2 separate regions of the Xenopus laevis genome follow, and region 2 is linked to region 1. A link is a contact called in public Hi-C data. All regions are on one chromosome and are shown on one strand. The core of a region is the stretch at or near the end of the contact, and the rest is flanking DNA. Distances in the headings are between cores, read along the strand shown.

Region 1 (4,239 bases), core at 879-3,378:
AATTAACTGCAAATAAATGTAAATCTTATTTTCTATTACTATAAAGTGCTAGTGCAATCAATTAATTGAATTTTATTAACTGGATTTTTTAAAACACAAATATTTTTTTAAACCACTTCTTATTTAATAAAGTGACACAGTGTTCTACTAAAGTGACTAAAGTGCTAATTGATAAATAAACTGAAATTAATTAATTATAAACTTGTAAATCATTTAATTTATTCTCAACAACCTAAGTAGATTTAATTTATGCTTGGTTAAATTAATTTATAAAGTGATTGTGTGCCAAAATTAGTAATTCATCCATTAGAATTAATGTAATTGCTCAGATTTTATAGGTGAGTTGGAAAGTGAAATAAATAGAAGGTGGAGAAGTCCCGTAGTCTTATTTTTTGCTATCTTCAGGACCCCACAAAGTTGGAGAAGTCAGGGCTTCTGGGACTGTGGTCTCAATTTTTTACCTTCCCTAACTTGTGCAAGAGGCCCGAAGATAGCAAAAATTAAGACAGTTACTACGGGACTTCTCCACCTTCTATTTATTTCCCTTTCCTACTCGCCTATGAAATCTGAGCAATTACATTAATTCTAATGGATGAATTACTAATTTTGGCACACAATCACTTCATAAATTAATTTAATCAAGCATAAATTAAATCTGTTTAGGTTGTTGAGAATAAATTACATGATTTACAAGTTTATAATTAATTTCCATTTATTTATCAATAAGCACTTTAGTCACTTTAATAGAACACTGTGTCACTTTATTACATAAGAGTTAGGGTTCAATAGGCAGATGATTTGAAGGCTACTATGTAATATTGTTGTAAAACTAATATAATAAGATTAGTGCATAAGGAGTGCATCTGCACAGATCGATTGGTACCATTGCTATCTCTGATTTGTACCTTGCCCTTTATTTTGTCTATTGGCAGTTTGTTTATTGAGTGAGTTTCAGGTGCTGAGTTTGACTTCCCCAAGCCACGCTCAGAAGTGTCAGGTGAGTTGTACCTTGTCACTTTAATGTGATTAGCACCTTGCTGTGACATGAAACTCCACTCACAAAGCCATTACTTATGTACACAAGGTGTGATCTCCTAGTGGGGGAGTGTCAGTTCCCTGTATGGGGTATGTCACCTACTGAAAGATCTGGTGTAATCCCTCTCATTAGTAACACCATGGTATCCAGGTAAATCTGCATTTATGTCTTTCCAATGATGGCTTCTTCCTGATGCAAAAATATCCTCAAGTGACAGTTACAAAGATGTAAACCAGGGAGTTGAACTTTTTTCTCACGGAACCACGTTAAGGGGCCAATTTATAAAAGGTAATAGAACGTTAGTACTTTTTAGCACATATTTCTCATATAGTGACATAATCCACAATTTTTTTTCATTATCAAGTGTAAAAACCATTATATCGATGAATACAAAAGTACGGCAAGTAAAAGCCGTCATGCTCATGTAGAAGTCATTGAAAGATTCCCTATCTTTTCGTGCAAAGATCTGCCTTTTCGTTCTTGGCTTTAGAGGTTTTCGGAGATCAAAATGTTCATTGTCGTACACACTTTTTTTTTTTAGTCATTCACAAAATAATTTGTGGTTTTTGGATTTTTTCCCCCTGCTATTTTCATTCGTACTTTTTGTATTCGGATCTTTTAATAACTTTACTGGCATTCGTGGTTTTAGAGGAATATAGTTTAATCATGGTTTCCAAAAGCACTAAAATTCGACCTATGATAAATAGGCTTCCACATCTGGAGGTTCAGTTTGGCGGTCCAAGAATTGGATTAATCTCAAATATGCAGCGCATTTCAATGAGGAACTATACTCTACTGAATATGCAAGTTGATGTGCAATTTACTAGTGTAAATCTCTAAATCCCTCTACCCTCCTCTGCCCTACTGATCTAATCCTATCCCTGGGCCTGCAGCTCTGCCCTTTATGCCACAGGAATAATATTAATACTAGGTTGGCTAATGGGAAGGAAGAGAATGAGCTGTGTGTCTGTTATCTGTCACTCACTTGTGCCTTTAAATACAGGCTATGACAATGCTATGTCAGGCACAAGGAAGAGGCTTTGTGTGTAGGAATGTGAGTATGTGAGGGATATGGGAAATGTGCACAATGGCAGAGCACAAAAGCAGACGAATGCACTCTGTTATAGATTCCAGCCACACCATGGCAAGAGGATCATCACAATGGGCCCCTGGGCCAGGAAAATGCTGTTGCTTGAAGTACAAATTATATATTATTAGACTGAGTAATACATTCTTAGATGTCCAGCGACACTTCCTCTGCTCTTTTAAACTGTGAGAGCAGTACCTAATAGATAAGCTGTTGTGGGTCTATAATAGAGTTGGAACATATTTGCCTTACACACCAACACTGTGGTATCTTCCAAGATACAGTATCTATGAATTCAGATATGTAATATTCATTTATTGGGCAAAAATGTAAAAGGGACACCTAAAGGCCCCATACACAAGCAGATATAAGATGCCGACAGATTAAGTTGGCAGTTTATTGGGCCAGAAAGTCGATAGGGCTGGTTTAAAAATCCTGTAGATCGAGGACAGCTTTGTTTGTTGATGCAGTCTGACTGCCCGTATTCTCCTCATTGTAATCTGAATGTTTGGCCCTAGTTCCCTCAAGGTGGGCATATCGGGTAGAGATCCACTTGTTTGGTGACCTCGCCAAACAAGTGGATCTAGTATGTATGGCCAGCTTTAATTGTAGCCATATTAGATGGAATTTTACCTTAGGAAACATTATTGCATACACACATATAGGTGATGATAATGTTTAGAGGTGGCTATACGTACTTCAATCTTAGAACCCATAATCCAGACCGACTGGGCATTTTATTGGACTGTGTATGGGACTAAAGTGATGGTGTGTCCTGCTGATATCTAAATGCGAATCTGCCAGACATCTATCAAACAGTTATAAAGATCTCATCAGAACAAGGCCCATTCATGTATTATTGGCCCCATTGGGGAGCAAAGATTTGGATAAGCTTCATTTGGCCCAGCAAGTGGGTTACCACTTACCAAATTGCCTTGGTTGTATGGACAAATTGGAAATATGTGTGACCGACCAGTCAGCAGAGGAAACAGGAGGAATATGGTGTCCAGCTTGCCTGCATACCACTTAACATGTATGTATGTTATCAGTTCTACTTATGTATCATCTGTTTAATTCCAGGGTTAAGATATGTAATTGTCGAACTATCAGTGATTGACGCATGCTACAAGAGGAAGATCAGAGAGTACCAGTGACCTCAGCATGTGGCATACGAAACATAGAGCGTCACTGACACCAGCGCATATTAAAGAAGCCCTGAATCAGACACAGCAGGTCTACATCAAACTCATTATCAATACAAAGTGTCATGTAAGCAGGCAGTTAACAGGAATCCCTTTCTCTCCTCCTGGCTGGAAGAAGCCTTGGCTCTTGTTTGGCTTGGGAGGGGGTGTGCTAGAAAACTGTTTACCTGTTTAACAATGTCACTAAGAGCCGTGTACTCAGATAATGCTGGAATTATGCGAGTTTCATTTCAGTACGATCTGCTAATCACCTCATTGTCCCCTTTCACACTTTGTTCTTAACCCCTGTTCAATGACCAGGAGTCGCAAATCTATTACAAGTACAGTGTACAGGGAGGGAAGTGATTGTTCCTTATGTACAAAAGTATCACCTACTGTAATCATCTATGGAATGGGCATACAGGTAAATATTCACTTGCTTGTTTACATCACCAAGACCTCCTCTGCTCAATTTGGCCACTTAGTTCATGGCATACAAGTGACCCATCATAGCTATATATACTGTGTGTTTAGCTGAATACAGGCACTTGAGGGATGGGCAGGATCTTTTTGACAAAACAAGTCTGCGGGGCATCACAGTTAATGAGTGGCCAAGGCTTATAGCAATTGGCTGCACTGTACTTCTTATAACCAGCAATGTAAAACTCAATATTTCCAGCTATAAGGGACCCAGCGCAATAAACACATCTCAAATGTGGTTCCTGTGTTTGGTGCACAAAGAAGCATTTGCATGCATCGGCACCACTCTTTATACAGTCTGCTCCCCAATAGGCACTATATTCCCATGCACATTTAAAGGAACACAGCTGTGGGCCTACCAGCTTCTGAGTCAGGGACTTTTGATATAGACATTGCACCTGCGCTTACCTGTGATACAGTAGTATGTTTTGCATGGCCCATTGGATTGGCCATGA
Region 2 (4,665 bases), core at 1,020-3,519, 130 kb after region 1:
TAGAACAATGAATGCAGCAATCTGATTGGTTGCCATGGGTTACTGCCCATGGGCAAATGTGCCCAGTGTTGATAAATGACCCCCAATGTGTCTGTTACATTTTACCTGGGTGAAGTGTTGGGAATTTCCTGGTATGTGTCAGTGCATGGTCATTTCCAGCAGTATTTACAGTGCAGCCGCCACACCTCTCACACTCAGTTAAACTTTGGTTTATGGCAAGTCAGATATTGACACATCAAAGGCTCCCTCTGGTCATGGTGTTCCAGTTTATCATGTTTATATGTACAGTCAGAGAACTGGGGTGGGGGGGGATACCAATCTCTGATGGGCAGGAGTAGATATTTAGGGTAGGACTTCACGGACGATTTCCGTGCGATCCGACGCGCTGCACAAAAAACGCAGGCGTCACGTCGGATGCAACATAAATAAGGTAAATAATGGAAATGTCGGATGAAGTCACAGCGTTGATCCGACGCGACACGACACTCGGATGCAGACGCAGCGTGCATTCACTTACCTTATTTCCGTCGCATCTAATTTGACGCCTGCGTTTTTGCGCATCGTGTCAGATCGCACGGAAATCGTCCCTTATTACTTGTTCTCGAATGTCCAACCCGCAGCTCTTTTGCTGTTGTTCTTAAACTGCAACTAAGCCTTCTATGACAGTCCTATAGGCTGCCCCCTCATTATATTAAGAGGGAATGTAAAGGAGTTATTTTGCAGCCCATACATGTATCTCTATAACGACAGCCCTACACAGAGGGGTAAATTTACTAAAGGGCGAAGTGACTAACGCTGGAGAAAATTTGTGACATCATTTTGGGACATCGCCGATTTACTAACAGGCGCTGGTGTAAATTCGCTAGCGAAGGAGATAGACTGTAGCACTACTTCGCACACTAATGGCAAATTGCGAATGGACGTAACTACGCAAATTCACTAATATGCAGATTTTACTGAACGTTACCTCTTGCGCCAGACTTGCCTTCGCCACCTCAGACCAGGCGAAGTGCAATAGAGTAGATAGCAGTTCCTCAAAAAATTTTGGGAAATTTTTCCCAAAAAAACGCTTGCGACTTTTCAGTTTTTCAGGGTTAGGCTGCAAAAGATTATACATTTTTTCAGGGTACCCAGCTTCCCCCCTACATTTCCTTCATATGGCACATGAACTATACACTGGGCTCATGTGTAGGGCAATATAACAACTCTATTTTATTTTATTAAGGTTTCCCAGGCTTGTGTGGTGTAATGTATTGGCTGCAACATATACGTCCATTGAAATTTAATTTCCCGCCGTATGCAAATTAGCCAACACTAGCGCAACTTCGCTTTGCTTGCCGAATTAACGATAGTGAAACTTCGCCATCTTTCGGCGCTCTGGACGCAACTTCGCATTTTAGTGAATTAGCTTTGTCCTGACGAATTTTCGTCTGGTGAAGTGTTGCGAAGTGAGCGAGGCTATCGCTGGCGAATTTTCGCTAGTTAGTGAATATGCCCCAAAGCCTAAAGCTTTTAAATCTATAACCCCCCCCCCTCCGAACCACTTTGAGGGAATAATAGGGACTTGGGCACTCATAAATCGGGACACAGAGCCAGGGTCGGACAGGGGGGGGTCAGAGCCCACCGGGGCTGCCACATCAGGGCCCCCCTCCCCAGTCGCAAGGCCCCCTCTGTCCCTCTCAGCCCCCCACACCAGCACGTACCTGCTTTGCAGAACAGTAACACCAAAAAATGAAAGTGTTTTAAAGGAATGACAATATAATGTAGTGTTGCCTGCACTGGTAAAAAGCAGTGTGTTTGCTTCAGAAACACAACTATTGTTTATATAAACCAGCTGCTGTGTAGCAATGGGGGCAGCCATTTAAGCACAGGATACACAGTAGATAACAGATAGGGTCTGAAGGATCCCACAGACCTGTTATTAGTTGTGTATCCTGTGCTTGAATGGCTGCCCCCATGGGCACAGCAGCTTGTTTATATAAACGAAATATATTGTAGAGTTTCTGAAGCATCACACCAGTTTTACCAGTGCAGCACGACAGTAAATGACATTTTCATTACTTTCATTTTTTGGTGTTACTTTCATTTACTCCGCTTCAGATGCACTCCCAAATTGACCTCACCTCTACGCCTCTCCCTTTGTTTTGTTTTTAATTCCAGCCCCTTCACCTATTCTGCACTTTCATTTCCCCGAATCCACCCCTCCCTACACACAAGCACATGGTTCCACCCCTCCCTACACACAAGCACATGGTGCTCACAATTCTATTTCACTTTTCACCTCCTTTCTAAGAAAGAGGAAGTTGAAGTGGGGGGTTTTTTCACAGGCCTGATATGCAGAATGGGGAGAAAGATGCGCTGCTGCTACTAATCCTGGGCTGGTTACCTACCCCCACTTATCTAGTGTGGAGTTTTATTTCAGCATATAGTGTAATCCCCTTCCCTGTCAGAGCACACCCAAGCCCTTTGCAGCTTATGATCCATTACCTGCTGTTATAGAAGCACATTTATAATGAGGAGAATTGCAAAACAGAAATCTGTGTAGGACGTCACAGAAATATTATCATTGAGTTCTGAGTCACTAATTCTGTAAGGCCCAACTAGTCATAGGGGTTTCCCACCACTATATACTAATCTGCCAGGGCCACCCCTAATGTCAAGGCATCCCCAGCAGGAAGCATTACAAGTGGGAGTCAGTTCCCACAGGAGTTTTATTTCACATAACAGGCTCATCCGCACACTGGGGTTCAATGGCTGTATCCAGTCTGATCTCGAAGGACTCCTGGCTCTGGACAGGCCACTGCTGGGCAGATCCTTGGCGCTCCAGAGAGATTTGAGCTAGTGCTACAGGATAGAGAGAATGAAGGTTTGGGGTTGGAACAGTTAAAAATGGCAGGTGGTTCACCTTTAAGTTAACTTATAGCATGTTAAAGAATGACTAATTCTAATCAACTTTTCAACTGACCTTCATGTTTTCATTTTCATAGTTTTTAATTATTTGCTTCCTCTTCTGACTCTTAAGTTTTTAAATGAGGGGTCACCTCATCTAATAAACAAATGCTCTGTAGGGCTACAAATGTATTGTTATTGTTACTTTTTTATTACTCCCCTCAGTGTCGGACTGGGACACTAAGGGCCCACCAAAAAACCTTAGACCAGGGCCTCACCCTCAGTACAATTTTCTTCCTCTCCTCGCTCAACCTCTATTCTCCTAGTCTCTTTTCTTTACATACTATAATCAATTATTCCATCTATTTAACCTCTTTTTTCTCATAGAAATAGGGAATGGCCATAGGGTTGCCACCTGTCCGGTTTTGACCCGGACAGCCCGTTATTTTGAGGGGCTGCCCGGGTCTATACTTCCTGCCCGGTTTTCCAAATAAGGAACTGACACGGCGATCGGCCAATCGCTGATCGCCGCGTCATAGCCCCGCCTGCTGACATCGCGGGTCCGCCCATTGATGGCATAGCCCCACCCACTGATGTCACGGGTCCGCCCTCTGGCGTAACAGACACGCCAACTAACGTCACAGAACCCCCCCCAGTCCGACATTGACTCCCCTTTCTTTTCAGGCCCTTTTCTAATCATATTCCTGTCTCTTTTTCAAATCAATGCATGGTTGTTAAGGTAAGTCGGACCCTAGCAACCAGACTGCTGAAAATGCAAACTGGAGAGCTGCTGAATAAAAAGCGAAATAACTCAAAAAACTCAAATAATAAATAATGAAAACCAGTTGCAACTTGTTTCAGAATATCACTCTCTACATCATACTAAAAGCTAATTCAAAGATGAACAGCCACTTTAAAGGGGTGATTTACCTTTAAGTTAACTTTTAGCATGTTATAGAATGGCCAATTCTAAGCAACTTTTCATTTCACCTTCATGTTTTCATTTTTATAGTTTTTAACTATTTGCTTCCTCTTCTGACTCTTCCCAACTTTCAAATGGGGGTCGCTGACCCCCATTTAATAAACAAATGCTCTGTAAGTCTACAAATGTATTGTTATTGTCACTTTTTATTACTCCCCTTTCTATTCAAGCGTCTCCTATTCATATTCCAGTATCTTATACAAATCAATGCATGGTTGTTAAGGTAATTTGGACCCTAGCAACCAGATTGCTGAAATTACAAACTGGAGAGCTGCTGAATAAAAAGCTAAATAATTAAAAAAATGCAAATAATAAAAAACGAAAACCAGTTGTGAATTGTCTCTATCACTCTCTACATCGTACTTGAAGTTAATTTAAAGGTGAACAACTCATTTAACACAAACTAATCAGATGCTGAATCAGTCTGCTTTCATTATTTTAACTACTTTTAACCAGTGAAAATTAAGTGCAGGTTGGTTGCTACTTCATATTCTTCAGCGCAAGCTTTCCGTACTTTTACATATACCCGTAGGAGTTCACCCAGTGTAGAGGGTACCAAAATCTCTACTGTTTCATGCGTGTCTCGCCTATAAAGCTCCCAGAGACTCCACCAACCCTTTCCCTAGGTACCTGTAGGACTTCGTCCAGCAGACGTGGCACTTTGGGGTCGAGAATTGGCACTTTGGGGTCGAGAATCACAGGAAAGAATAGATTTCGGTGAAGTCTGGGAACGTTTCAGCCTTGCCCCGGAAAGTCCTAAAAAGAGCAGAGATAAACAATCAGTGCAGCTTTTA

What was found. Hi-C and Micro-C count contacts between places; a contact is called where the count stands out from the background.
Region 2: a Hi-C map of the XL177 cell line shows a contact between it and region 1, with 1.9 times the contacts expected there. The contact joins two enhancer-like sites. A contact is called at or near these places in 2 of 4 Hi-C or Micro-C datasets (the XL177 cell line and animal cap).

What each region holds. Positions count from the first base shown.
Region 1 is chr9_10L:47,654,008-47,658,246 of Xenopus_laevis_v10.1, forward strand. No RefSeq gene overlaps it. Among protein-coding and RNA genes, the nearest start is that of exoc7.L, 19 kb to the left of the region's middle. Within about 2 kb of position 2,129, at least 3 of the 7 cell types and tissues checked have an H3K27ac peak or open chromatin away from gene starts, as enhancers often do.
Region 2 is chr9_10L:47,783,587-47,788,251 of Xenopus_laevis_v10.1, forward strand. It overlaps LOC108701127, which reads right to left. Exons shown (of 18, transcript XM_018235351.2): 17 at 4,502-4,627; 18 at 2,694-2,844. The coding sequence ends at 2,717. Among protein-coding and RNA genes, the nearest start is that of LOC108701127, 23 kb to the right of the region's middle. Within about 2 kb of position 2,270, at least 1 of the 7 cell types and tissues checked has an H3K27ac peak or open chromatin away from gene starts, as enhancers often do.